Regions from separate parts of the Sus scrofa genome. Here all the other regions are linked to region 2. Evidence: chromatin contacts called from public Hi-C and HiChIP or PLAC-seq data. All regions are on one chromosome and are shown on one strand. The core of a region is the stretch at or near the end of the contact, and the rest is flanking DNA. Distances in the headings are between cores, read along the strand shown. Region 1 has its middle 87 kb from the start of TOMM20. Region 2 has its middle 23 kb from the start of TARBP1. Region 3 has its middle 220 kb from the start of TOMM20. Region 4 has its middle 180 kb from the start of IRF2BP2. Region 5 has its middle 190 kb from the start of TOMM20.

What was found. Hi-C and Micro-C count contacts between places; a contact is called where the count stands out from the background. HiChIP or PLAC-seq counts read pairs in DNA pulled down with a chosen protein or histone mark.
Region 1: a contact with region 2 is called in an H3K27ac HiChIP or PLAC-seq map of skeletal muscle. The contact joins two enhancer-like sites. A contact is called at or near these places in 1 of 47 Hi-C or Micro-C datasets (embryonic fibroblasts) and 1 of 2 datasets of contacts at active chromatin or transcription factors (skeletal muscle).
Region 3: a contact with region 2 is called in a Hi-C map of skeletal muscle, with 5 times the contacts expected there. The contact joins two enhancer-like sites. A contact is called at or near these places in 4 of 47 Hi-C or Micro-C datasets (alveolar macrophages, embryonic fibroblasts, retroperitoneal adipose tissue and 1 more) and 2 of 2 datasets of contacts at active chromatin or transcription factors (alveolar macrophages and skeletal muscle).
Region 4: a contact with region 2 is called in an H3K27ac HiChIP or PLAC-seq map of skeletal muscle. The contact joins two enhancer-like sites. A contact is called at or near these places in 11 of 47 Hi-C or Micro-C datasets (alveolar macrophages, embryonic fibroblasts, fetal heart ventricle and 6 more) and 1 of 2 datasets of contacts at active chromatin or transcription factors (skeletal muscle).
Region 5: an H3K27ac HiChIP or PLAC-seq map of skeletal muscle shows a contact between it and region 2, with 6 times the contacts expected there. The contact joins two enhancer-like sites. A contact is called at or near these places in 2 of 47 Hi-C or Micro-C datasets (alveolar macrophages and embryonic fibroblasts) and 2 of 2 datasets of contacts at active chromatin or transcription factors (alveolar macrophages and skeletal muscle).

What each region holds. Positions count from the first base shown.
Region 1 is chr14:56,197,581-56,202,937 of Sscrofa11.1, forward strand. No RefSeq gene overlaps it. Among named protein-coding and RNA genes, the nearest start is that of TOMM20, 87 kb to the left of the region's middle. Within about 2 kb of position 3,476, at least 11 of the 83 cell types and tissues checked have an H3K27ac peak or open chromatin away from gene starts, as enhancers often do. A contact at or near this core is called in skeletal muscle, where this site is marked.
Region 2 is chr14:56,643,874-56,649,473 of Sscrofa11.1, forward strand. No RefSeq gene overlaps it. Among named protein-coding and RNA genes, the nearest start is that of TARBP1, 23 kb to the right of the region's middle. Within about 2 kb of position 3,353, at least 49 of the 83 cell types and tissues checked have an H3K27ac peak or open chromatin away from gene starts, as enhancers often do. A contact at or near this core is called in alveolar macrophages, fetal liver, liver and 3 more, where this site is marked.
Region 3 is chr14:56,326,335-56,331,730 of Sscrofa11.1, forward strand. No RefSeq gene overlaps it. Among named protein-coding and RNA genes, the nearest start is that of TOMM20, 220 kb to the left of the region's middle. Within about 2 kb of position 3,132, at least 10 of the 83 cell types and tissues checked have an H3K27ac peak or open chromatin away from gene starts, as enhancers often do. A contact at or near this core is called in skeletal muscle, where this site is marked.
Region 4 is chr14:56,359,930-56,365,812 of Sscrofa11.1, forward strand. No RefSeq gene overlaps it. Among named protein-coding and RNA genes, the nearest start is that of IRF2BP2, 180 kb to the right of the region's middle. Within about 2 kb of position 4,377, at least 60 of the 83 cell types and tissues checked have an H3K27ac peak or open chromatin away from gene starts, as enhancers often do. A contact at or near this core is called in alveolar macrophages, fetal liver, liver and 3 more, where this site is marked.
Region 5 is chr14:56,304,247-56,309,454 of Sscrofa11.1, forward strand. No RefSeq gene overlaps it. Among named protein-coding and RNA genes, the nearest start is that of TOMM20, 190 kb to the left of the region's middle. Within about 2 kb of position 3,330, at least 22 of the 83 cell types and tissues checked have an H3K27ac peak or open chromatin away from gene starts, as enhancers often do. A contact at or near this core is called in alveolar macrophages and skeletal muscle, where this site is marked.

The DNA.
Region 1 (5,357 bases), core at 2,226-4,725, 450 kb before region 2:
GCTTGTAAACAAAGTTTGTCGGATTGAAAGCATGAGAATAAGGAATGGTGGTAGATTGGGCAAGGGGTGTGTTCGCGTGTGTAAGTTTGCGTGTGTGTGTAGGGGGCTTCTCTCCTAACCAATAAGGTAGAATTAACTTCACGCCCAGCATGTGGGAGACTCCCCTGAGGTCTGTTTGGAAACATTTTATTTTTATTTTCCCCCCTTTTTACTATTTTTTATTGAATTTTAATTTGATTTTATTATTTTTTTGGCTGCACCTGAGGTATTTGGAAGTTCCCCGGCCAGGCATTGAATCTGAGCCACAGTTGTGACCTATGTCGTGGTCACAGCTGAATTCTTAACCCTCTGTGCTGGCCTGGGGATTGAACCTGCCCCTTGTGGGGAAGATGGGAAAAATGCAGATCCTTAACCCTCTGTGCCACAGTGGGAAATCCTTTAATTTTTATTTTATATTTGAATATGGTTGATTTACCAAGTTGCATTAGTTTCAAGTGTATAGCAAAGTCAATCAGTTATACATATACATATATCCATTTTTTTTCCAGATAGGTTATTACGGAATATTAAGTGGCGTTCCCTGTACTATATAGTAGGTCTTTGTTGATTATTTTATACATAGTGGTGTGTATCTGTTCATCCCAAACTCCTAGTTTATCCCTCCCTTTATCTTTCCCCTTTAGTCACCATTGGTTGGTTTTTTTTTTTTTTTTTTTTTTTTTAATTTGCTTTTTAGGGCTGCATTAGCAGCATATGGAAGTTCCTGGGCTAGGGGTCGAATTGGAGCTATAGCTGCCAGCCACAGCCACTGCTGCGAGCAGCAGCTTCGACCTATACCACAGCTCACCGCAATGAGCAAGGCCAGGGATTGAACTTGCATCCTCATGGATACTAGCCGGGTTCATTTTCCACAGTGCCACAACGGGAACTCCCTGGTTGGTTTTTGAAATCTGTGAGTCTGTTTCTGTTTTGTAAAGAAGTTCATTTGTATCATTTTTTAAAAGATTCTACAGATGAGTAATATCATATGATGTTTGTCACATGCTTACTATTTCCTTTTAAAATAATTGCTGAGAATATTAGTAACAAAATAGGGTAAAATCTAATGTGATCAATTTAATTTTTAGTACACCCATCACAAATGATTATTTATGTATATATGTATGTATGTATGTTTGCTTTTTAGGGCCACACCTGTAGCATACAGAAGTTCCCAGGCTAGGGGTCTAATCAGAGCTGTAGCCACCGGCCTAAGCCAGAGCCACAGCAACGTGGAATCCGAGCCATATCTGCGACCTACACCACAGCTCACAGCAACGCTGGATCTTTATCCCACTGAGTGAGGCCAGGGATGGAATCCGCGTCTTCATGGATACTAGTCGGATATGTTTCCTCTGAGCCACGACAGGAACTCCCCATTAGTATTATTTTTAAGCTGTATCAGTTGAATAAGAAATTAGAGGAATAGTATATCAGGGCTGCAATCAAATAGACTTTGGAATAGCCCTTTTTTGGAGTTGGTTATAACAAATAGATCTCCCCTGAAAAAATGTATTTTGAAATTCAAGTTAGTCATTAGTGGATTCATTTTCCTGCAATTCATATAAAATAATCAATGGGCATTATACAAAATGATTTCTTTGATCTCCCCAAAAGCTTGTTTTTCCTTATAGATATGTATTGAGCACCAACTATGTGCTAAGTACTTGGTCTTAACCCCAAGACCTCGTGGGGAAGACAGGCATGTAAGCTGGTGACATGACCCACTGTGACATGGGCTATGGCCATGGCCAGTCCAGGACATGGCGAGAATGCAAAGGTGTCTGGCCCCTTCTCTCAGCAGGGGGAGGTCAGTGGAGCCCTGATGGAGAAGGACAGGTGGGGCTGGAGGGCAATTCGGGAGGGGTATGGTTTGCAGGGAGGAGGCTGAGGAGAAGGCAGGAGGGGTGGGCTGGGCTGGCCATGGGTCCAGTATTTGTATTTATTTCCATTTTTATTTCTTTTTTTCTTTTTACAGCTGCACCTGTGGCATACAGAAGTTCCCGGGCTAAGGGTTGAAATGGAGCTGTAGCCGCTGTCCTACACCACAGCGACCTACACCACAGCTCATAGCAATGCCAGATCCTTAACCCACTGAGAGAGGACAGGGGTTGAACCCACATCCTCATGGATAAGGGTCGTATTCGTTTCCGCTGAGCCACAACAGGAACTCCTGAAGTGGCTTCTAAAGAGCCAGGTGGAGGCGGTGGTGTGAGGGGGTCCCGAAGCTTTGGGCATCATCACTGGGACCAAGCACATCTCCCCAGAGGGACAGAGGGATGGCAACAGAATCCCTGAGAGGCCAGCACTAAGGTTTCCGATGGGAGTTCCAGGAAGGATTTCTTGATGTAAGGATACTGTTAAGTGTGAAAGTTTGGTGTGGGTAGAAATAAAAATCCCTTCCTGCTGTTGCCTACTGGCTTTCAGAAGTGAGGGAGAAGGAGAGGGGAATGGGGTGGCAGAGGGGAGGGGAAGTGATGGAGAAGGGTGGGGGAGGAGGAAAAAGGAGGAGGGGAGAGGAAGTGGGAGGGGGGGGAGGGGGAAGGGGAGGGGAAGAGAGAGGGGAGAGAGTGGCACAGAGGGAAAGAGGGTGCAGTGGGGAATGAGAGGGCCAGAGCTGGGGTTCTGTCCAGGGCAGGTAATTCCAGAGAATGGTTGCGGAGGAGAGAGCAGGGTGTCTGGGGTCAGAGGCTTCTGCAAATTTGACCCTGCACCCGGATCCAGCGGGTGGCCACAAGTCAGTCTGCCTGATTTAACAGCAGCCTCCCTCTGTGGCTGCAGCCTCTGGGCCACCCCTCCTGCCCTTTTGCTGCAAGGCCCCAAAGAGCCCTCTGGCCTTGGCCGTTTCCACAGAAGAACAGAGGCCAGGGCTGGTGCGAACCCTGGGACAATAGGCGCAAAGGCTGTGTTTGCATCTCTGCCTTCTTCCTCTAAGGAGATTCAGAACAAACCTCCTCACTTGTTTGGGGGTCACGCAGCACGATGAAGGCTGAAACTTCACTAGTCACTAATGGGTTCCAGTGACTTCAGCAACCCAAGAAAGGAGACTTTTCTGGTCTCCTGGCTGGGGAGGGCGGTGAGCCCTGAAATAGCAATGACACTTAGGGTGGGGGCTGCAGGAGCACTGGGCCTTGGAGGGAAGCTGGCTCCAGGCATGTCCGGGGACGGGTGGTGTGGGAGCTGCTGTGGGGCCTCCTGACCAGCCTTTCTGCCCAGAGCTTCGAAGGATTCCCCATGGGGGCTGCCATACCCTGCTGTACCTCTTAGGGGCCCTGGGCTCACCAGCTCTGTGTGGCTTTGCCAGCCTGACTGACTTTCCTTCCTGACCTTCCCCGATGCAGCCAAAGTAATCACTTTCCCTCCCCACCGCGTGCCCTGCGTGAGGCATTTGTCCCTGATATTCCGCTGACATCTTCCTCTTCTCTCCATCTCATTCCCATCACTCCCTGCAGCCCAGCTGAATATTCCTTTCTCTTTGGGGACCCCGCTCCCTGTCACATGCCCAGGATGCATCCAGCTCTGCCCCCTTGGGGTGCCCCCCCAAGGCCATCGCTCTCTTTTCTAGCTCATTAATCATCTTTGCGGCTTTTCTCAGGAATTTTCTCTGAGTTGTTCGCTGGTTTCCTGGACAGAGGAGCACAGCCCAGCTGCTACTTTCCCAGGCATCGGACAGAAGAGGCCTCTTCTCTCTGGTCACAAAATAGCCCCTCTCGGCCAAAGCACGTCCTCGGGTGACTGCAGCTGGGGCTGAGCGGAAACACTCCCGGCTTCCGGGGAACTCTGTATAAGCTGTGTCTGTTTGGGACCCTTTCCAAGTAAAGGGTTGATTTTTTTTTTTTTTTTTTTTTTTTTTTTTTTTTAGTATTAAAAGGGCTGCATTATGCAAAAGAGGTCTCTCACCTTATAAAGCGGGCCTGGGACAGGGACAGAGGAAACAGTGTTGAGAAGAGGCCAAGGGCATTCAAAGGGATGCTGCTTGTTCTGCTGGAGCGATGTGGGGAGCAAGCTGACCTGTTCCAAGGCAGGTCCCCCGGGCAGATCTGAGGGGCCGGGGCAGTGGGGCATGGGGTGTAAGTACACAGGGCCTCCCTCATGGGACGAGTGGACGCAGTGGTTGGGGCTATTTATCCTTGGAGCAGGACAATGGTACAATAAAATAATCAGGGCCCTAGAGTCAGCGTAAGTGGTGTTTTCCCTCACCAGCTGTGAGATCCTGGCAATCCTTTAAGTTCTTTGAACCTTAACGACTTACCAGTAAAAAATGGGATAATGATGATGGCGATGGTGGCGTCCACTCCCATCTGTCCCTGGCTTGGGGTGGGTCTCCAGGGTGCCTGTCTGACCCCCAAGAACAGGAGTGAGGACACCTCCTCCCACCCTTGCTTGGGGGTCCCCAGTCCTGATAGGGCTAGAGTAGGCATAGGTGGTTGTAGAAGTCCCAATACAGGATCATAGATAATGAGGGAAACCTGGGGGATGTTGGGAGACCACTATAAGTTCAAGAAAGTCTTCAGAATAAGACAGGCTTGCTTAACTAGTGGAGGTGCAAGAGGAGAATTGCCTCAGGTCCTTGCATGGGGGATGGGATGAGGCCGGCACTGAGATTCAGACCAAAGGCAAGAGTTTGAAGACTGCCTTTCAGCTGATTTGAATACACACCTTACTGAATACAAAGGAGGAGCTACTACTCCTAGAAAGGGGAGTTCCCGTCATGGCTCAGTGGTTAACGAATCCGACTAGGAAACATGAGGTTGCGGATTCGAGCCCTGCCCTTGCTCAGTGGGTTAAGGATCCGGCGTCTCTGTGAGCTGTGGTGTAGGTCGCAGATGTGGCTCAGATCCTGCGTTGCTGTGGCTGTGGTGTAGGCCGGAGGCTACAGCTCCGATTACACCTCTAGCCTGGGAACCTCCATATGCCACAGGAGCAGCCCCAGAAAAGGCAAAAAGACAAAAGAAAAGAAAGGAAGAAGTCAGGCCTTTCTAACTCCCACATCTCTTGGATGATAAAACTGTGGCCCACCAGATCCTCTGACAGAGCTTCCTTGCCTGCCCACTTGCATCTATCACAAGCGTCCTATCCTAATAAATCTGTGTCGTGGCTCAGAGGAAATGCATCCAACTAGGAACCATGAGGTGTAGGATGCAGGTGCAGCGCAGATCCTGTGTTGCTGTGGCTGGGGTGCAGGCTGGCAGCTGTAGCTCCAATTAGACCCTTAACCTGTGAATCTCCATATACTGTGGGTTCGGCCCTAAAAAGATAAAAAAAAAAAAAAAAAAAAAAACCCAAACAAAAACATGTTTCTTGCCTACACCACAGGT
Region 2 (5,600 bases), core at 2,103-4,602:
TCGAATCGGAGCTGCAGCTGCCAGCCTACACCACGGCCAAGGCAACATCGGATCCAACTGCATCTGTGACCTACATGGCAGCTTGAGGCAACACCTGATCCTTAACCCACTGAGCGAGGCCAGGGATTGAACCTGAATCCTCACAGAGACAATGTCATGTCCTTAACCCACTGAGCCACAATGGAACTCCAGAGAATATTTAGAGAATATTTTTCTCCCTTATTCCTTTTCCCCAGCCTGATGGATATTTGGGCCACCATTGCCAGCCGGCAAGCGGAGAGAGCCACCTCCGTTTTACACAGTAGTTTGAACTTGAATTCTTGCAAGATCTTTGGATGCTCCTTGAGCCTGGTCACTTCAAAATTCCCCTAATTCCCCTTCACTAAACTGGTTATTTCAAGCTGGTTGTACAGAGGATCTTAATGGTTTAAGACAAAACAAAACACTCCCTACTTTTCCATGCCATTAAAAGAACATTTTCATTGGGAGTTCTCTCTGTGGCTCAGTGGTTAACAAACCTGACTAGGATCCATGAAGACACAGGTTCGATCCCTGGCCTGGCTCAATGGGTTAAGGATCTGGTGGTGCCGTGACCTGTGGTGTAGATTGAAGACACGGCTTGGATCTGGCATTGCTGTGGCTGTGGTGTAGGCTGGCAGCTGTAGCTCCAATGTGACCCCTAGCCTGGGAACCTCCGTATGCTGCAGGTGCGGCCCTAAAAAAAAAACAAAAACAAACAAACAAACAAAAAAACCCCCACAACTTTGTGTCCTTCCTCTGAGGGCCGGGGGCAGGAATAGTGGAGTGAGCTAATACAGGCGACTTAGAGATGGTCGATCTTTGGGATCTGCACTGATGGGCCGGCCCGGGGCCCTGCCTAACGAGGACTCTTTGAGGCGTTCCTAGTTAGCGGGTATATAGTACTGTAGAAACCCAAATTGCTTCTGAAAACAATAAGACAATTTCTCAAAAGGACCTCCGTCCTGTCAGTATTTTACAGGGATTCCATCTCAAGCAGCTTTATACAGCCATTATCACTTAATTACCAAGATAAATCTCACCAGCAACTTCCATAACTTCTTTTGCAAATGAATATGCCCACCTCTTATATCATCTGTCCCCTTCTGCTCTGTCCCCCACAGTGGCTGAGATCTGCCCAGGCTCCTATCCTCCCAGTGTCACCCCAGGCCGGCCTGCACCTGGGACCCGGCCCTGCCGAGGCTACGGAATTGTACGTGGTTCCCGCTCAGACCCACAAATCCCTGCTGGCCTCGGCAGGGCAGGCGCATGGCAGGAACCTGGCTCCATCTGCTTGCGAGGCTCACAAACCACGGTGAGCTTTTTAGTGATCTGAGGCCAAGTTTCCGGTATGTAATGAAAACTGAAACCCGGTTTTGGGTTTCCTTACCAAATTCACACACAGCTAGTCATGACAAGGGACTAAGTGTGAGGTGGCAAGGAGAGCAGCACCCAGGGACAGCCGGGACACACAGCGTTCAGGGCTATTTCTAGCCTGGCCACCGACTTGTTGTGTGGCCTGAGGCCCGTCACCTACCCTCCCTCCCTGTGGTTCACTTTCCCCAGCACTGAGAGGGGGCTTTTTACCAGAATGTACATTTCTGGTATGGGAAGGTGTTTTGAATTCCTCTGAATCTCTTTTAATTATAGCACTCACACCTGAGACTACTACAGCCATCTTGTGTGTGTGTGTGTTGTTGAATTTTTAAATAAAATTGAAACAAAATCTAGGATATTTATCTAGGCCCTCCATCTGTCTTCTGAAGTCTTGCTCTTATTTCTCTCTAGGCTTCAGCTTTTGATTTCAGACACACATAGACTTACAACTTATGGAGAATGCTGGAAAAGGAATTCCTGCCTTATTTAGACGGTTTATCTAAATGACCTCCTAGGAGTTCCTCTATGGCTCAGTGGGTTAAGGACCTGGCATTGTCACTGCAGCTGCTTGGGTTGCTGCTGTGATGTGGGTTCAATCCCTGGCCAGGGAGCTTTCACATGCGGGGGGGGGGGGGGGGGTGGCGGCCAAAAATAAATAAATAAATAAATAAATAAATAAATAAATTCCCAAATCCCTCTCGTCTCGAAGGTTCTGTGAGTCCATGACATGCCTTGGTGAAAGAGAACAAACCAGGCTTTGAAGTCAGGCATAACTGGGTCTGTCTCCTAGTTCTCACATTTACTGGCTGTGTGACTTCAGGCAAGCTCCTTAACCTCTCTGAACTGAGGTTTCTCATCTGAAAACCTGGGCCAGTGCCAACCACTAAATTGTCAGGAAGATGAAATAATAAAGTACTTTTAAAACATACAACAGAAGGCCTAGCAAATAGTAGGTGCCAAGGTAGATATTAGAGTCTGCTTTTCTTTATTCACACAAGTCTCTGAATGGGTAAAAAATGTAGGCCCTCAACTATTGGAATATCGCTTCTGTCTTCCACTCCAGGGCCCTACTTCTGAAAGAGAAAGAAAGAAGGAAATAAACGGAAACTCTCAAAGGCCTTTCTGAAAGCATCACCCATCTATTGAAATGTGCTTTCCATTCAAAAACTAGGTTATTCATTATTCATCTTATTGGAACTGAAAAGAAGGAAAGAGTTCACTGCTTACAACCCAGCCTTGACCACTGCTTGATTTCCATCATTTCCTGGTATCTATGTAATATGTCCCAAGTGTGAGATTGGCCATGTTGAGAGGCGAGCAAACTTCAGACTGAATGACCGTCCATAATGCCCTGGAATGAATGTTCCCTTTCCTAGCATTTCCACTCCAGGCAGTGCATTTCTGGGGAATTATTTCACTGCCTGGGTGGCCAGAGTCCCTTGGCCTTCAGCCTCATGGCTCACTGCACCACGCTGGGCAAGCAGTAACCGCCCAAAAATGCGAGTCTTTCTTTCATGCCCCAGTGGCATGAGTAACATCATTAACTCTTCAGGGCTGAGGTTTGGGATTACGTAAAAATTTTACACCCCACTGTGTTAGCTGTCAGAATACCAGAGTAACAAAGTGTCTGCAGAGTTCCTTTCCGTGCCAGAAATGTGGTTGCCTGACCTAATAAACAATCCTTGGGATATTTTTTTCCAAGCGATTCTATTTCAGCAGGATTGTGGGTTTCAAAATGGAAGCTAAGTCCTACAGACTTCAAGATCCAGGGAGAACAAAAATGCAAGAAGAAACTGGGCTTTGAAACTCTCCAGACAAGGGGAAAATGCTGCTGACGTGTCCCCTGGAAGGACAGCACAGGAAGAGCACAGCTGTGCAGTGTGGTGTTTCACATGCTCTTCTATACACAGGTTTTCTAAAGTGTAAGGGGAAAAAAACCCGTACAGGGCGCTCCCCTAAGAGGAGCCGCACAACACGTTTTCTCTGGGCCCTGGGCCAGCGCGGGGACCAACCAGAGGCCGGCGCAGAAGCACTGTGGATGCCGCGCGCCATCTGGTGGCCTGAAGCTGATATTGCGCGCTCTCTCCGGCCTTTGACTCCATTGATTTGCAGAATTTAATAGGCTAGTATTCTGGAGCTGCTTTTTTTTTTTTTTTTTTTTTAATCTTTTTATTTACTTTTTAATGATTTTTATTTTTTCCATTATGATTGGTTTACAGTGTTCTGTCCATTTCTATTGTACAACAAAGAGATCCAGTCATCCATATATATATATTCTTTTTCTCATATTATCCTCCATGATGTTCCATCATAAGTGACTATGTATAGTTCCCTATGCTATACAGCAGGATCTCATTGCTTAATTTATTTTATTGGAGTGTAGATGATTCACAATGTTGTGTTAATTTCTGCTGTTCAGCACAGTGATTCAGTTATACATATATATTCTTTTTCATTGTGTTTGATCACAGGATATTGAACCTAGTTCCCCACGCTGTACAGCAGGACCTTGTTTATCCATTCTATCTAGAATAGTTTGCATCTGCTAACCCCACTCTCCTACTCCATCCCTCCCTCAGCCCTCCTTCCCCTTGGCAACCACAAGTTGATTCTCTATGTCTGTGGGTCGGTTTCTGTTTCATAGATAAATTCATTTGTGTGATATTTTATATTCCACATAAAAGTTATATTATATGATATTTGTTTTTTCACTGTCTAACTTCACAAAGTATGATAATCTTTATATCCATCCATGTTGCTACAAAAGGCATTCTTTCCTTCTTTTTTATGGCTGAGTCATATTCCATTGTAGATATGTGTCCTCTGCTGATGGACATTTAGGTTGCTTCCAAGTCTTGGCTACTGAGAATAGCGCTGCTATGAATATAGGGGTGCATTATCTTTTCAAATCATAGTTTTGTCCAGATAGATGCCCAGGAGTGGGATTACTGGATCATACAGCGACTCTATGTTTAGTTTTTTGGGAACCTCCACACGGTTTTCCATAGTGGCTGCACCATTTTACATTCTATTGTGAGCTTTCTGTTCTGCTGAGGAGGGGACTGATCACCGGGGGGTCTGAAAGGAAGACACCAAGAGCCAGCTTTTCTAAATTCCGCTCCTTATTCTGCAATAGGAAATTCGAGGACTCGGGCTCTCCTCGGAGGTAATGATGGTCCTCTGGGACAGCACCAGGAGCCCTTAGCTCCAGCCCCAACCAGCCTCCTATGTCCTCCTGTCCAGGTCATGATGGCACAGGTTTGGGCATGAGAGCCTGGAAACCTCTTAGGTTCTCTTCTCCAGCCTTCTGAATCCTACGCTCTTTCAAGGTTGCTTCATGGCATCTGCACATTCTCAGAACAGCTGCTTCATTTTCGGCTCACACGAGTGTTCCCAAAGCATATTCCAAGAATACTGACTTACCTATTCAGAATTCTATCTTAAAAAAAAAAAAAAAGTCCCTCCAAGTTTTCGAAACCGAGTCACACCCAGCCAGTTAAGACAGGTGTTACTGTGGGACCTCTCAAGCGCTTTGACATACCGAGATTATAGAGGGTATTAAGAAGGAACGAGGGTTTGTTATAGTTTCCAAAGTCGTTCAACGTCGAAACCTTTCCTCCACCCCCACTTTCAAGTGCTTCTTGAAGTAAGCACACTTGACAAAGTGACTTTAGTGAGATATTGATCTATCGTACTCCCTTGACCCATGATTAAATAGCCATCTTTTCAAAAGTGAAAGACATTTGTGGTGATTGTGTTTTGGCTGCCATAACAAAGCATCACACACCGGTGACATAAACAGCCAGGATGTATTTTCTCACAATTTCTTCGGAGGCTCCTCTCCCTGGCTTCTCTTCTCCCTATATGTTCACGTGGTCCTTCCTCTTTGTGTGTCTGTGTTCAAATCCCCGTTTCTTTCTTTTTTTAAAATTTTTTATTTATTTTATTTTTGGCTTTTTAGGGCATACGGAGGTTCCCAAGCTAAGGGTCAAATTGGAGCTGAAGCTGCAGGCTACACCACAGCCATAGCAACGCAGGATCCAAGCCGAGTCCGCAACCTACACCACAGCTCACAACAATGCTGAATGAATCCATAACCCACTGAGAGAGGCCAGGGATCCAACCTGCATCCTCACAGATACTAGCCAGATTCGTTACCACTGAGCCACCATGGGAACTCCCAAATCTCCTTTTCTTATGGGGCC
Region 3 (5,396 bases), core at 1,882-4,381, 320 kb before region 2:
TCAGAGCCCAATGCCTCCCTTCCTCTGGATGGTAAGGGTGTGGAGAGGACTCAGAGATTCTCCTTGGCAGGACATAGTTTTGCCTGGCAGCTGCCACTCTGGTCTCCTTTGCCATTCTGGCTGGGCCTCTGCTGTGCCTGTTGGGCTCCTGCTGAAGTGGATTGGCTTTGACATGACCTGAGATTAGCCACACTGAGGTCTATCTTCCTGGAGTCGACCTCCTCTCCTCCTGATGGGAAAGGGGGCAGCCCCTCCCCACATCTAACAGCTGGGACCCAGCTGCCAAATGCAGGCCATTCTTATTCTTAAAGGATGACAAGCCCAAGTTCCACTTATTCCATTTCTTTCAATGCCCTCTGCACCCCAGGAACTTAGGACAGACTCCCAGGGGTTGTACTGAAAGATAATACCTATGAATGCAGCCAGCATAGCACCCAAATTTTGCCTCTCCCCTGACAATTGGCCACTGTCTTTTTATTCAGCTCAGGCACTGCAATAGATGGGGAAATGGGGGCGAAGGTAGGTTGGGCGTGGCCTTGGCACCCCTTTGTGGTGTGCTTTGCTTTACTGCAGAATTGAGCATTGGCACTGTTATTCAGGGATGAGGCAGAAGTCCCCACCGCACTTCTGACCAGGCTTGCATACCCAGGGTACTGTTGACGAAACAATTCCATAGGGAAGAGGGAGTAGAGAGTTCTAGAGGCCACATGGGTTTTATTGAAGCAAATGCCAACTGTAACTCTGGAACTTCCTTCTGATAAGACTCCCCCACCCTGCCACCCCTGGCCCAACCATTGCCGACTACACTAAGGGAAGAGCCCCGTGACCTAGCATTTGGAAGGATAGGGGTTGAGTAAATGAATGACTGAGAGGCCATGGTTCCTTGTCTTCTGCTCTGTTCTGAGAAGCCCGGGGAGGGGGTCACACGTCGGGGCTCACTCTTTCAGAGGGATCCAGGCAAACCCGGGTGGGAACATGGGAGTGACAAAGTGCATGGAGGGCTTTCTTTCTTTCTTTCTTTCTTTCTTTCTTTCTTTCTTTCTTTCCTTCCTTCCTTCCTTCCTTCCTTCCTTCCTTCCTTCCTTCCTTCCTTTCTTTCTTTCTTTCTTTCTTTCTTTCTTTCTTTCTTTCTTTCTTTCTTTCATTCTTTCTTTCTTTTTTTCTTTATCTTTTCAGGGCCACGCCTTCGGCATATGAAAGTTCCCAGGCTAGGGGTTGAATCGGAGCTGCAGCTGCTGGTCTATACCACAGCCACAGCAACGCCAGATCCAAGCCTCGTCTGCCACTTATGCCGAAGCTCGTGGTAACACCAGATCCTTAACCCCACTGGTGAGGCCAGGGATTGAACCTGCATCCTCATGGAAACTAGGTCCTGTTCTGAAGCTGCTGAGCCACAGCGGGAACTCCTGGTGGAAGGTTTTACATCATGACAAAGGAGGACAGGCTGGAGGAGCTTTTGGACTATTGCTCTGAAGGACGGGGCTCACAGGCTCATCAGACGTCTACAAATCTGCAGTGATCCTTCTTGTGCCAGAGGGATCCAGACCCCCTAGGGGTGGAGGGTCTGCAGTAGTGGGAGGGATGTCTAGTTATGAAGAAGGATGTCACTGTGGCTCAAGGCCCATCCTGGTGCCTGGGGCAGAGATGAACTGCTTGTCCTGGGGGCCAGGTAGAGGTGGGGGTGGGAGTCGAGGAGCTCCCCTGGAGAGGTGCAGCTCTTTGGTCCCTGGTCCAGGCTTGGAGAAGTCCTTTGGAGGCTGCCATTCTGCTATTGCCCTGCCTGGGCTGGGTGGAGGAAGGCTCTGTCCTTGGCTGGCTTTCCTTCGACCTCTGGTATGTGGTCTGGCCTTTCTGGACAGCAATGGCGTACTGGCCTTGACTAATGGGGTGCTTTGTACCCAGATCACTTTTGCGGGGAGTAGAAAAAAAAAACACCATGGGAATTCCCATTGTGGCTCAGCAGTAGCACACCTGACTAGTATCTATGAAGTCGATCCCTGGCCTCGCTCAGTGCATTAAGGATCCGGTGTTGCCCTAAGATGTGGTGTAGGTCACAGACGTGGCTAGGATCCTGCATTGCTGTGGCTGTGGTGTAGTCTGGCAGCTGCAGCTCCAGTTTGACCCCTAATCTGGGAATCTCCATATGCTGCAGGTGTGGCCCTAAAAAGCAAACAAAACAGAAAAACAAACAAAAAACAAAAAAACACGCCCCTCTGAGGAGTGGACAAGTCTTTGCTCCAGGGCACCCAACATCCTTTGCTCAGTCACTGGAGCTCATGAACCAGGCCTGATGCATCCTTCCTTCTGCAGTTTTTAATTAGGGGGAGGGGGGAGAGTGGCCTGGTAGAAACTGGCTGTGGTTCTGGACCCAGAGGGATCCTGGACTTGGTCTCGGGCAGCAGGGTCAGGGAGGGGGCCAGAGGGCCAGGGCTCGGCTTGGCACCCAGGCCAATGGAAGTTGACTGTGGCCCCTGCCTCCAGAACTCCTCGGTGCCCCCTGCTTCTGGCCAGTGCATCACTGGGTCCTGGCAGCCCCAGGCAGAAGATAAGTCTGTTCCAACATCCATCAGTAACAGAACAGCTGCACCTTCCCCAGCTCAGGAACAGGAGCCTCCCTAAACCAGATCAGCGGGTTTATATGGACAGAGTTCAGGCTGGTGGGAACTGGACTCTCGGTGGAAAGACTGACATCTGTCCCCTCCTGGGACCCCACCCTGCTCAGTCTTTTCCTTAAAGTCCACTGGAGCAGAAAAAGCACCTTCTTTTCTGGGGCAGCTGCTCCGCTAGCTTCCAACATGTTGTGCTCTGAGTTCATAAAATCAGATGCATCAAAGGGAGAAGAAGCTGCGAGTGCTCAGCCCACGGGGACAGGAGGCTTCAGAGACTCCAGTTGGCTTTTTTCTTTCCACGTGTGTCAGATGTGTCATCTCAGAGCCCTGGCCCGTACTGGCTCTTCTGCCAGGGAAGGGAAAGCAGAGCTGTGGTGGGGTGCCCCTTGGGCTGGGAGGATGCTGTAAATGGGGTGACAGGCGCTCCGAGAGAAGTGCCAATAACCAAATCAAACATGAGCGCAGTCGCACATGTCATCATGATATGATGTAAGTCGGGCTGGGTCTGGGCCCAGCTGTGGCCTTGAAGGCTAGACAGGGAACATTCTGTGCTTGGGAGCCTTCTCCTTCAGCTGCTTGCAGGAACTGCCTGGTCTCGAAGCCGAGTCTCAATGCTCTGATTCAGTGGCCATGTCAGCGCCACAGCAGGCACGGGCTGCTCTTGTTGAAAAAATAGCAGCTCTTCTGCTGACTTCAGTTTACAAAGAGACAGGAGAGTCCATCCAGCCTCCTCCACTGTTCATACTTGACCTTGTCTCATCCCTCCAAAGTCAAATATTGCCTTTGAAAAATACTTGGCAAGGGCAAAAAACAATAGGTTCCACAGGAGCCTGAGGCATTGGTGGGGAAAGCTGAATGTAGTTTACTTTTGTTTGGGGACAGATGATTCATTTTCTTAGTTCATAAACAAAACCTATAAAAAAAAGTCTGGCTTCTACCCTTGCTCCCATCAATCCCAACCCAAGTGAACCCTTATATTGGTTTCTTGAGCCTCTTTAACAAACATGAGCAGATGTGTGTATTTATATATTAAAAAAATATTTTTTCCTTTTTCTTCCACAGAAAATAAAATGCACATGGTTCATAAAAGAATGGATGTTCAATCTCACTTTTTTTTGTCCTTGTCTTTTTTTTGAGGGCTGCACCCACGGCATATGGAGGTTCCTAGGCTAATCAGAGCTATAGCCGCCAGCCTACATCACAACCACAGCAACACGGGATCCCAGCCGAGTGGATGACCTACACCACAGCTCACGGCCACACCAGATCCGTAATGCACTGAGCAAGGCCAAGGATCAAACCCGCAACCTCATGGTTCCTAGTCGGATTCATTAACCACTGTGCCACAACGAAGTCTCCCTCAATCTCACTTCTGTTAGGAGAAATGCAAATTGAAATGACCATGAAATAGGATCATTGTTGGCAAGGCTGACAAAAGTTAGCATTCTATACAAACTGTTTTGGACTTTGCTTTTCTTACCTAGTTGTATATCTTGGAGATCTTTCAAATTGGGGCGTAAAATGTGTCTTTACTCATTTTTACAGCTTTATAGTATCCTACTTATGGACATACCATAAATTTCTTTAACTAGTCTCCTATCCATGGACCCTAAGGTTGCTTTGAATCTTTTCCTGCTACAAACAGTGCCACCCAGAACACTTCCTGTTAAGTCTGGTACATCTGTAGGAGAAATCCTGGCAAGGATGATTGCTGGGTCAAATGGTAAGTGTGTTTATAATATTTATAAGGTTTTCCAGTTATCCTCAATGGGATGATGCAACATACACAACCGCTAGCAGTCAATTAAAGACCCTCCTTCTCCACAGCCTTGCCACGTAGGCATTTCATTGCAGTTTTAACTTGCATGTCTCTTATTTCAAAGTGAGAATGAGCCTCATTCAGTTCTCTTTTTTAAAAACCCCCAAAAATCCATGTAGTTTATTTTATCCATGTTGAGTTTCATTAATTAAGCAAATTGTAGAAGATACAGTCTTTAAAAATTTTTTGGTTTGTTTTTTCATTTTTTTAAAGTTTTATTGAGGTGTAGTTGATGTACAAGCTTGTGATCATTTCTGCTGTACAACAAAATGATTTAGTTGTACACATACCCACATCCACTCTCTTTCAGAGTCTTTTCCCACATAGATTATTAGAGAATATTAGGTCGAGTTCCTTTGCTATATAGCAGGTCCTGTCATTCAGTTCTTTACAGCGCCATTTGCATTTCCCTTTTTATGTCTTGCTTCTGCATATCCTTTGCCCATAGGAACAAAAATTGTATTATTGGCTTGATCCTTTTTCCTTAGTGATATCTGAGAGCTTTTTCTATTAGTTTATTTATTTATTTTTGTCTTTTGTCTTTTTAGGGCCGCACCCTCGGCACATGGGGGTTCCCAGGCTAGGGGTCCAATTGGACCTATGCCGCAGCCACAGCAACATGGGACCCGAGGCACGTCTGCAACCTACACCATAGTTCATGGCAAGCTGGATCCTTAACCCACTGAGCGAAGCCAGGGATCAAACCTGCAACCTCATGGTTACTAGTGAGGTTCGTTAACCCCTGAGCCACTGTAGGAACTCCTGAGAGCTCTTTCTATGTTAAGGGAAGACTGGCTCTCTGTGATAGGAGTTGCAGCTATTTACCCCACAACTGTCTTTTGATTTTGCCTATGGGGTGTGTGTGTGTGTCTAAGTGAAAATAAATTTTTTAGGTGATAGAATACAGTAATCTCTTTTTGGCAGTATGAATTCTGGGAAAAAGAAAGGCTTTCCATACTCCAAGAGTA
Region 4 (5,883 bases), core at 3,127-5,626, 280 kb before region 2:
GTGACTCAGTTTCCCCATCTTAAGGGGGGACAACGGAGACAGTTCTGAACTTGTTGGTAAAAACACGTTGAGAACCTTGAAATAAAGATGGCATTTAGTACGAGTTCAAAGCGTCATGTACTGATTTTATTGCCCCTTTTATAACTGAGATTTGTCTGTTTACTTGGCTGACAAACCCAAGCCAGAGCCATAAAATCACTTTTATGCGAGCGCCTTTCACACACACGGTGTACCAACTGCACGCTTCAGGTAATGCGGAAGGGCCATTACTCCACACGGTCCCGGAGACCACCGGTGGTTGGGCTCCCTTTCCTCCTGCCCCAGGGAGTGGATTAACTCAGCACATGTTGGATCCATTCGTTAGGATGGCCCAGCGCCAGATCAATCGTGTTTCTCAACCCATTGCTCTTTCTGGTGAGGTCAGAGTCTATCTGTCACCACCCTTGGTTCTAGAGTCCCGTGACCCGAAACCACAGGATTAGAGGATCTTCACGTTGGAAAAGACCCTAGAAGTTGGTGTTAACCTCCCCCGCCCCACTGGGTAGGGGCCTTTCCGAAGCCTCCCAGGCAGGTTGTAGCACCATCTTTGCTGGCAAACATGGAACCCACTCTCTCGGTTTGGGGAGACATCCCATTCTATCGTTGGATGGATCCGGTTGTAAAATGCTCTTCTTCACGGCAAACAGACACGTGGGCTGTGCTCAGGTGGGTCCCAGGATGCGTTGCTTTCCCATCTGGCCATGGAAATTACGGGAAGGCTGAGAAAGCCCTGGTGGCCCAAGGTCTTTGAAGCCCCTGGGCAGGAATGAAAGAAGCACAGAACGCAAGGGGCATCTCCCATCAGGTTTTGCCTGGACTCAGCTTTACAAACCATAGCAAGTGGCAGCCCTGTTATATGAGTCGACACTTAGGCTTAATTGACAGGGATCCAATCTGCACCTACTGCTCTTAGTCTAGATCGGGAAGTGCAAGCCCCCACATTCTGCAAGCACAGGGGAAGACTCTTCAGCATCTGTCTACCTCAGCAGGGCTTTGAAAGTGAATGGTCTTGTTCTCAAAGCCACTGAGTAAATCATTTATTCGGTTGCCATTCAACAAAACTCCATTGTGTAAACGGCCCTGCAGGAGAAGGGAATTCAGATCCTTATGTTTGAGAAACTTACAAACTGCTTAAGGAGAGAGGAAATTTTACCTGGACAAGATTGTTATACCCTTGACTCATCTCATTGAAGTCTCATCTCAGGGTTTTGGAGAAAAACAGCGTTGGTTCTCTATTCTTCCTCTCTCCTTTGGTCTTTGGGTATCTCACACACACACACACACACACACACACACACACACACACACACACACACACACACCACAGAGTAGAAACCAACTTCCTTTTGCTTGGTAGCCCCCTCACCCCAGGGACATAGAAGGTGAGGGGAGATGGGAGCAGGTGTTGGGTTGCAAGATAGGCAACCTGATTCAGCTGGAGGTCCAGCCTGAGAGAGCTGGTTTGGGGTCAGACAGTGGTAACCAAACCCTGGACTTGGTGGTCAGATGCTTTTAGGGAACCTGGGATAATTGCTCTGGAAAGCGCTGTGGAATACATGAATAAGTGAAGACATAAAAGCATCTGGAAGCCTCCCCATGTCTATACACGGTCCCAAGGCTGAGTCATAACCCATTCTCACCTTTCCATGCAGAATGCTTCCGTCTACGTGGTTCAGGAAAGGGGATTTTTCTTTTCTTTTTTTTCTTTTTAGGGCTGCACCTGCAGCATATGGAAGTTTCTAGTCTAGGAGTCGATTCGGAGCTGCAGCTGCTGGCCTATGCTATAGCCGTAGCAACGCCAGATCCAAGCCACATCTGCAACCTACACCACAGCTCATGGCAACGTCAGATCCTTAACCCACTGAACAAAGCCAGGGATTGAACCCATATCCTCATGGCTACGTCGGATTTGTTTCTGCTGAACCACAATGGGAACTCCAGGGAAGGTGATTTTTAAAACCAAAATATTCTAGAGACAGCTCTTGCCATCTCTCAGACCTGGTCCTCAGACCCTTTTCTTGAAAGAGGTTTTAGAGAGCAGAATATTCGAGACCCGAGGTCTTGAGGGATTCTTTCTCTTTTACTCTCTCAACAAAGACAGGCAGAGGAATTTATTATTATCCATTTAAGTTGATTGGTGTCCAGGAAAATCTGGCGAGTGCAGAGATGCTTAGCTAGTTCCTTTTCGTGTGAGCCCAAAGCACTTGGGGAAAATTTTTCTATTCATAGTGTCCAAGTGAGGCAAGCAGACGTCAAGAGTTATCATTCCATTTAACAGATGGAAAATTGGAGGGGTTCAGAACAAGTTGAGAACACGGCTCAGGAGAGAAGCCATCTCTCTCTGCCCGTATAAGTCAGCGAGTTACCATACAAATGGCCACAGTCACATGCTCTTGGGACATGCCTTTCTGAGGTCAGCTTTCCCTGGTCAGTGTCCCTCCTCAAGCCAGATGGAGGGGGTGGATCCTGTTGGGCTTCAAGTTCCCTTTAGGGAGATAGAACTCCAAGCGTCTGGCCAAGACAGGAATTGCCAGACCCTTATCATCACCCCTCCTGTCTCATTGTAGTGCTCCCTCCCCCACCTTGAGCAACCAGGTCTACTCCTTCTTGCCCCTACTAGGAAAGGTATATGGCCCACTCCTCGCCCCACCCCTATAGGACCTTACATGCTCCCAACCAACCAGCAAGCGTATCCTAAGACTCCCCTCTTTCCCCAACCAATCAGCAGGTCAGCAGATATATCCTGAGACATCTCCTCTCCCTGGGCTATTAAAACAGACATGACCACACGTTCAAGGATTGGTTCTCCCCGATCATCAGCAAGTCAGCCTGCTTTGCTTGCAGCATCTCTTATCTCAATAAACTCTACTTTCTCTCCCCTCGCCATGCTCAATAAACTCTTCTTTCTTTTCACCCCGATACGAGTCCAGAAATTATTTTGTGACCCGTGTGCACAGACCACAACAGGTCCAAAGGCATCTATACTGTCTCCTGGGTCTTTCTAAGTGTCAGGGAGCAGGAGGGTCTCTCTAGTGTGGCCCCCACAGCATTGCTCCAACGTTGTCCATAACCTCTTGACCATCCATGTTTATCGCACACTCTTCATCTTTGCCGTCATCCTCTTGGGCCACCAAGTCTGAGCGCACCTTTCCCAGAGCGTTCTGCCCCCCAGCTCACGTTTCCCCAGCTAGTTTTCTTGGTGGCGGCAATTCATCCCTGGCTACTCGAGAGAATTAGCCTTAAAAAAAAAAAAATACACATGTTGGAGTTCCCACTGTGGCTCAGTGGTTAACAAATCTGACTAGGAACCATGAGGTTGTGGGTTCGATTCCTGTTTAAGGATCCAGCGTTGCCAGGAGTTGTGGTGTAGGTTGCAGATGCAGCTCAGATTCTGCATTGCTATGGCTGTGGCGTAGGCCGGCAGTTGTAGTTCTGATTCGACCCTAGCCTGGGAGAGCCTGGGAACCTCTATATGCCAAGGGTGTGGTCCTGAGAAGCAAAAAGAAAAAAAAAAAAATACACATGCTTGTGTCCTGCACCCAGAAATGTTTCTAGTGGTGGAGGTGGTGTATCTGGGAGTTGTCTGCGCAAAACAGGAATTTTGCCCCCTGCATCCTCTTGTTTCCTGGGCTGGGCCTTGGGGGAAAGCTCTCCTGGGCACCAGGACCTGGTGTCACAATCAGGCCATAAGAAACTGAGGCTAATGCTGCTTTTTTCCAGGGCAGCGAACAGGCAACCTCTCTGCCCAGCAAGGCCACCCTGGGCCCCAGCAGGACGACTGGGGTCAGGGACGGGGGCACTGGCCAGGGTGACCCCGGGGGAGGGGCTGGTGTGGCCTCATGCCTCTCAGCCTGAGTTCCTTGGACCCCCTTGGCTTTTCTGATCGTGAGTCCCTGGGCTCCTCTCCTCCCCGCAAAATGCCCAAGGAAAGAATCATACAGAGGACAGGCTCAACTGTGGGAGGCTGGAGCAAAAAGCCAATAAAACTGGCTTTATTTGTAATGTTCCCGTGTTTGTTATTTCGTTATCCCTACCCTGCTTCCTCCAAGCAATGTAACAAGGAAAAGGATTTAAAAAAAAAAAAAACTCCCTGCTCTAAGTATGCATGAACTTCATGGCCTCACTTGATCCTTTACCTCCTTCTTCTCCAGCAGGCCAGTGCATGAATTCCTCTCCCAAACGGTGTGTTTTCCATCCTAACTTTTATGGCATGTCCCTCGATTAATGGTTGACGTATTCATTTTCTCCCCTCCGCCCCCATTATCAAAGTGTGCTTTGACTAACGATTAACTCTCTGGTTAACAGAAAGAAACCTGTTAATCATCTACAAGCCCTCGAGCAGGAAAATCATTCTTTGTAACCTTTTCCCAACGGCAGGAGAGCCCCCTGTCCCGAGGCAGCTGACCTTCAACCACACCTGGGTCCCGAAGCTTGCAAAACCCCGACTGTAATCGTGTTACAAGGGCTTATTAGTAAGCCAAGGTCATAAACCCCTGAGGAGCGAGTGACGCTGGTTCTCCCAGCCAGGCAGGGAGAGCACTCTTCAGTCCAGACACCCTAACTCCAGGACCCTATAAAGAGACCAAGCGGCACCTCTTTTTTAAAAAAAAAAAAAATTGTTTTGCCAGTGAGGGCTAATCATTCTCTGTTGTACATTCTTTGTTGCTGGGAGACTCAATGGCTGTACAGGCTGTTCTTTCTCGGAGCCATAGTTCAAAAGTGCTCCTGACCCAAACACACACGTGTTGTAATCCTGCCCTCCCTTGTGTGGGGCCGGCAGACAACTAGCAAGTGTGCAGCCCCAGCCAGACCCAGAGGCTGGAAGGGGGGAACCTTCTTCTGAAGTTAGGTGGGCGGTGCCTTTCTTTCCTGGAAGGAGCTGGAGGAGGAGGGGAAGGGATGGGGCGGGATGCTTTAGGGGGCCCCCTCCTCACCCCAGAGGGAAGGGCTGGAGACCTGTGGCTCACCATCTGGGATGCGATGTGTGCCCCAGGGCTAGAGAGTCAGTCCTCGTGGAGAAAGCAACCCCTTCGTTCATTTGCAAAGCTGATCTGCTGTGGAGTGGGGAGGCCGGGAGAAAGGAGGGCTCCCCTCCATCCTTGCTGGGTTTGGCTTGCTTTTCTCCCTGGTGGCACCCCGCTCCTTCTTCTTAAATAAGACCCGGCAGCAAGGGAGAGTCTGGTCTGCTGAGAGGACGCAGGCGCTGCCAGACTTATTAGGAAAGAGGCAGCCCGGGTTTTGGCCAGCGCTGGCGCTGTGGACCACATGGTCCTCTGCGCGCCTGGTTACTGTCAGCGCTGCGCTCTGGACCCCGCCGCCCTGGCCTCCTCCCCGCTGCCCGCAGCGCCTGCCCTGCTCCGATCCAAACATTTCCACATTAGGCAGCCTTGCTGCCTGGCTCCCCGCCTCCAGCCGTGACCTGGGGTGACCTCCGTCCCGGGCTCGATGCCAAGCGCTCCACCACAGGTGCACTTGCCTGTTTTCTGGGTCGCCCTTGTGATCTGGTGTCCAGGTGCTTGGCAACATTTAGCAAACCTTCCTCGGTGCTCTGTGTCGTCTTGACACTGTTTGCGCAGACACCCTTGGGGATGCGGGAGAGGAGCTGGTGCCTCTCCTTCATGCACTTAGTGCCTGGCATGCCGCGCTGGCCTCACCAAGATGCTGGATGACCCTCTCTCCCTCTTCATCCCCCGCCCTCCCCCTTTAAGCAGGTCTGACTTGTCTTTTGGACTCAGAGAGTCAGAGCAGAAGTTACGATTCCTTCTACACACACACCCACCCCTAGATTTGTGCAGCCATATATGGTAGCCACCCGGGCATGTGGCTCAGGAGTGGTGAAAATGG
Region 5 (5,208 bases), core at 2,080-4,579, 340 kb before region 2:
GGTCGAGGTCTAATGTATTGAATTCAAGTGTCTAGTGAGGATGCTGGATGAGAGGGTTTTAGGATCTACTCTGGGCATGAGATTCTATACAGTCAGTCAGAGAGTGAGTACAATCTTGGTCTTTTGAGAGACCTGAGTTGAAGTCCCATGTCCCTGTTTTTTGCTTGCTGTGCAGCCTGGGGCAGATTGCTTAATCTTCTGAACCTCTCTTTCCTTATCCCTAAAATGGTCAGCTGGTATAAGAAGTAGTCTAGGGAGTTCCCGTTGTGGCCCAGTGGGTTAAGGACCTGACATAGTGTCCGTGAGGTTGCAGGTTCCATCCCTGACTTCGCTCAGCGGGTTAAGGATCCAGCATTGCTGCGAGCTGCGGTGCAGGTCACAGGTGCAGCTCGCATCCGACGTTGCTGGGGCTGTGGCATAGGCTGGCAGCTGCAGCTCCCATTGGACCCTTGGCCTGGAAACTTCCGTGTACTGCAGGTATGGCCCTAAAAGGAAAAAAAAATAATGTGCTCATAGTAGGAGCTGAGTAAATGCTGGTTCCTGTCCCTCCTGGTCCTCCTTTGAGTTGGCAAATGCCCCCGGGCAACACCATCCCTCCACCTTTCAAGTGCATGCTTGTCTGCACAGACCCAAGTTTCCCACAGCAGGAGGGGAGGATCCTGAGCTGCAGTGTAATTTATGTGGACAACACTGTCTCTCTTTGTGGACAGGGTTGACTCAAGAGTCCACTTGTCACCTGATTCTCTCTCTGCCAGGCCAGCTCAGAGTCCGTGGCCTCTGTCAGTGCTTGGAGACCTGGAGTGCCTGTGACCTCAGATGCTCCCAGGGGGCCGGCTCATCCATGGGCAGCAGAGCTGAACTTTCTGTCCGTCTGCACACATTTGGCTTTGTCGGTACACAGCTTGCCTGATGCCCCTGCTTTGCGTGCATCTTCCTCCAGCCCCGCCCCCAAACCCTGTGCCTGCTCGGGGTCCCCAGAGGAGATGGAAAAGGAGGTGGGAAGGAGAACTTCCTGTCTCCCCGATCTTAGCTAAAAATCTCAGCTCCGCCAGTTACTAGCTGTGCAGTGGTAGGTGTGTCTGAGCTTCCTAGTCTGTAAAGCAGGGATCTTCATTCTTCCTTGGCAGGATGTGTTGTAAATATCAAAGGCAGTGAAGGGTTTGACACAGGCGAGGAATTTGATAATAATATCCTTCTTATTCAGAGCAGTGTTCTCATGCCCTTATATTGTTTTCCTTAAATAATTTGAACAATGGTTCTCAAACTCTGGCCTCTGGACCAGTAGCATCAACATCACCTGGAACTAGAGTTCCCGTCGTGGCGCAGTGGTTAACGAATCTGACTAGGAACCATGAGGTTGCAGGTTCGATCCCCGGCCTTGCTCAGTGGGTTAAGGATCCGGCGTTGCCGTGAGCTGTGCTGTAGGTCACAGACGTGGCTCAGATCCCGCGTTGCTGTGGCTGTGGTATAGGCCAGCGGCTACAGCTCTGATTCCACCCCTAGCCTGGGAACCTCCATATGCCACAGGTGCAGCCCTCAAAAAACAAAAAACAAACAAACAAAAGACAAAAACAAAATCACCTGGAATTTGTCAGAGATGCACATTCTCAGGCCCTGCAGTTGAGGGGTCAGGGGTGGGGTGGGGCTCATGATCTGTTCTCACAAGCCCCCTGCCCCCCACTTCCCCGAGGGAATTCTGATGCACAGTAGAGCTGGAGATCCTCTGAATTAGAGTATCTTTCAGAACCGCTTGTGTTTCAAGGTCATTTCTTTGGCCTGTTTGATACGCTTGCTTGTGATTTGGGAGAGATTACTCTCAAGGACCGTCGAGGCTTGGCTGACACCTGTGAGTTGGGATGCGAGAAAGGGCCAGGGGAGTGCCATCCTCCTCCTCGTGTAGATGAGGGTCTTTGATCCACAGATCAAGCTTCTGGGCCTTGCTTTTCATCCCCAAAACACACACACACACCACACACACACACACACACACACACACACACACACGCCTCCCACCCCAAGGAGGGCTGTTCTCCATTCCCTGGGCATCGGAAGAGTGCAGACGGACCCTGAGCCTTTCTATTCCCTGCCAGGCCAAGTAAAGCTTCTCTCATCTTGGATCTTGTGGAAGATCCAGCCAGAGCCTGGTGAAGAGGGGCTCCCTGATGACCAGATATGCTCCAGGAATGAATTCCGCGTACCGTGCCACCAGGGCAGCCAGGCCAGCACTGCGCCTGAGCCCAGACAGCGTTCTGAGTACCATATGGAGGCTGTGATGGTGGGGAAACCTGATGCCTTGGTGTTGCCGTGTTCTGACCAGCCGTCTTCCAAAGAATGTGAGCTTGCTTTCATGTGGTTTGTTGTCAGCCTGCTCACAGAATTATTGAAGGAGGGCGCATCCAGGCAACACATGGCACTTGACTTTGAGGTCTATGAGCAGCTGCCCTTCCTGAGGGCCTACTGGGTGCCAGTCACTCCACAAGAAGCATGAAGTGTTTAGAGACTGGAATGGCCTCTGTTCTGAGAGCAAAACACTTCAAACAACTGCCCAGAATTTTGCAAATATCCAGGTACTTGGCGTTTTAAATGAACTTGGCATCAGTGTGAGTCTTTGACATTTCACCTCTCTTTTTGAAGGTACCGTGATTTCAGAGTGAGGCCAATCTGGCTTTGCTTTTGGCTCTGCCACTCATTAGCTCTGTGACTTAGGGAACCTCCCTGAGCCTCAGTTCCCTTTTATCTTCAGTGGCGATAAGAGTCCTTGCAGAGCTATTGGGGAGATGACAAGAGATCCACCATGTCTGGCACATGGTCCCTGAGCTGAAGTTGTTATTTTGGGGTTTGCCTCTGGGCAAAGCATTGGAAAGATAATATATCTCATTCATGGAAAAAGAACTTTGACGTAAGTGTTCCAAAATGTTAATGGATGAAAGATGAAAAGTTTTCACGACTAGAAAGGAGAAATCCTTCCAGCAATGTTTGGGTTTCTGGTTTCACCGTATCTCACAACATACCCCATGGTGATTTCCATACGGCAGTCCTTCTGGACCCCAGGTGAGGGACATGTGCCCACAGCTGGACCCTTGAACCATCGTCCAGCCTGTCAGCCAGCCGAGGAGCTGACTCAAGGCGCCGAGCCTGGCCGCCGTTTCCTCTGTGACATGTTTGTCTGGATCACTGACTGACACCGCTGGGAGCTTTGGCCCGCTGAGCAAAGAGTTCTAAGAACTACTTCTTGACTTTTTACTGTGATCTCATAGGTCAGGTCACTTTGGGGTGGAGCGTGTTGTCCAGATGAAAGGACGTGAGAGACAATGTCCAGAGAGTTTCACGGGCTCTGCAACAGAAAGGCGTTGGTGCAGAGCGACTCTGCCGAGGCTGACGGCTCAGACCCAGGCCTGGCCGAGGGGGGCTGTTTGTAATTCCTGAGGGCCCTCAGCAAATCAGGCGCTTTGAACGCGGAGATGGGAATTAGGCAAAAAGAATGGAATGGGCGACTCTTAAATATTAACAGAACAGCCCAATAAACTTGTCAAACCTTTGATTTATTTATTTTTCTTGTCTTTTTAGGGCTGTACCTGCAGCATATGGAGGTTCCCAGGCTGGGGGTGGAATCGGAGCTGTAGCCACCGGCCTACACCAGAGCCACAGCAACATGGGATCCGAGCCATGTCTGCGACCTACACCACAGCTCACGACAACGCCGGATCCTTAACCCACTGAGTGAGGCCAGGGATCACCTGGAGGCCTCATGGATACTAGTTGGGTTCATTACCCCTGAGCCACAATGGGAACTCCACCCAAGACTTTTGTAAAGACCCATGGAGGCTTCTAGAAGATCATAGAAGCCTATAAGCCCCTCCTTCCACCATGCACTTAAGGACTGTGTCTGCTCCATACAGGACCTTTGACCTCTCAGATGTAGAAACAGAACAAAGGCTTGAACATAACGCGGAAATATTTACCCCTTTGGAGTAATTGTGCGTGCCTTTATTTTGGCCTTGCTGAAAAGAGCAATATCATGTTTAGAAAAGAACATTTGCAAAGAAGAAAGACCTGGAACAAACCACAGCCTTCCTGAGTTGTTGACAGCTATTATTCAGTGGAAACCAAAAAATATTGCAGCATTGTTTTAACACGAACATTGGAAGTGGCTTCCTTCCAGGGCTTGGCTGATGTAGGTACCTGGGATCCGCAGCCAGAGCCTTCTGGGCTGTTTTGACTTTTTCCCCGATGGTGCTTGTTGATGCAGCTGTGGAAGAGTCTGGTGTGTATCCTGAATCTGCAATTGCTTCCTTCGATGGGAGTCAAATGTTTCCAGGGTCTGTCACTGTGTCTTCCTGAAGTGCTGCCTGCACCATTTCCAGGGTTTTCGCTGTGTTGGGGAAAAGCAATCTTTTCACTGTGGAGAAGCTTCTCGAGGTTTCTCAGAATCAGAGCGGTAGGTGTGGCCAGCAGATAGATTTTAGTGAACCAGGGAAATAGGAAGCTAGGAGGAATCTGGAGGCATTTAAGAGAAATTGAAGAATTCCTCTTCCAGGAAGGAGTATTCTTCTCTATCATCAGTTTTCTTCTAAAACCGGGCAACATGCAACTGGCCTATTTTGAGCTCTCGATGTCGTGTCACGGACCTGCACACCCAGCCTTGAAGCTGACTCACCCTGTGCCCTGCTGAGGTCATTTCATGTCTCGTTTTTCCCACCAATAATGGGGTTAATAACACCTGCCCCCAGTTTGTGAGACTCCAATGAAAAAAACATATGCGAAAGTGATTAGAAATCATAAAGCACTTTCCAAGTGAAAAGCAAGCCACGAGCCTTGGGGTGAGCCTCCTGCCCACCCACTCTGGAAGGGGGGACCCAGAGGTGAGCCCGGGTGTGTCGAACTCCTCAACCCCCTGCCTGTGACTCATCTCTGATGCATATTATCATTTCTCTGTGACAGATGACAAAAATGACTGGGGAAAGTGCAGTTTGGGAGGCCTGGCGGGGAGGCGCTATAAGAGGAGCTGAGATGACCCTCACTCTAGTCATCCTGGCTTAAATGTTGCTTCCTCCAGGAAGTCTTCCCTTAGCTCCAGGCTCCTGGGTCTGACCACACTGCATTGGAATTGCTTATCTAATTGTCTCCCCTGCATTCCACGAGGGCAGGACCATACATTCCACCAATCTCCGCTGCATCACCTGTTCCTAGAACACAGTTCTCAACCCC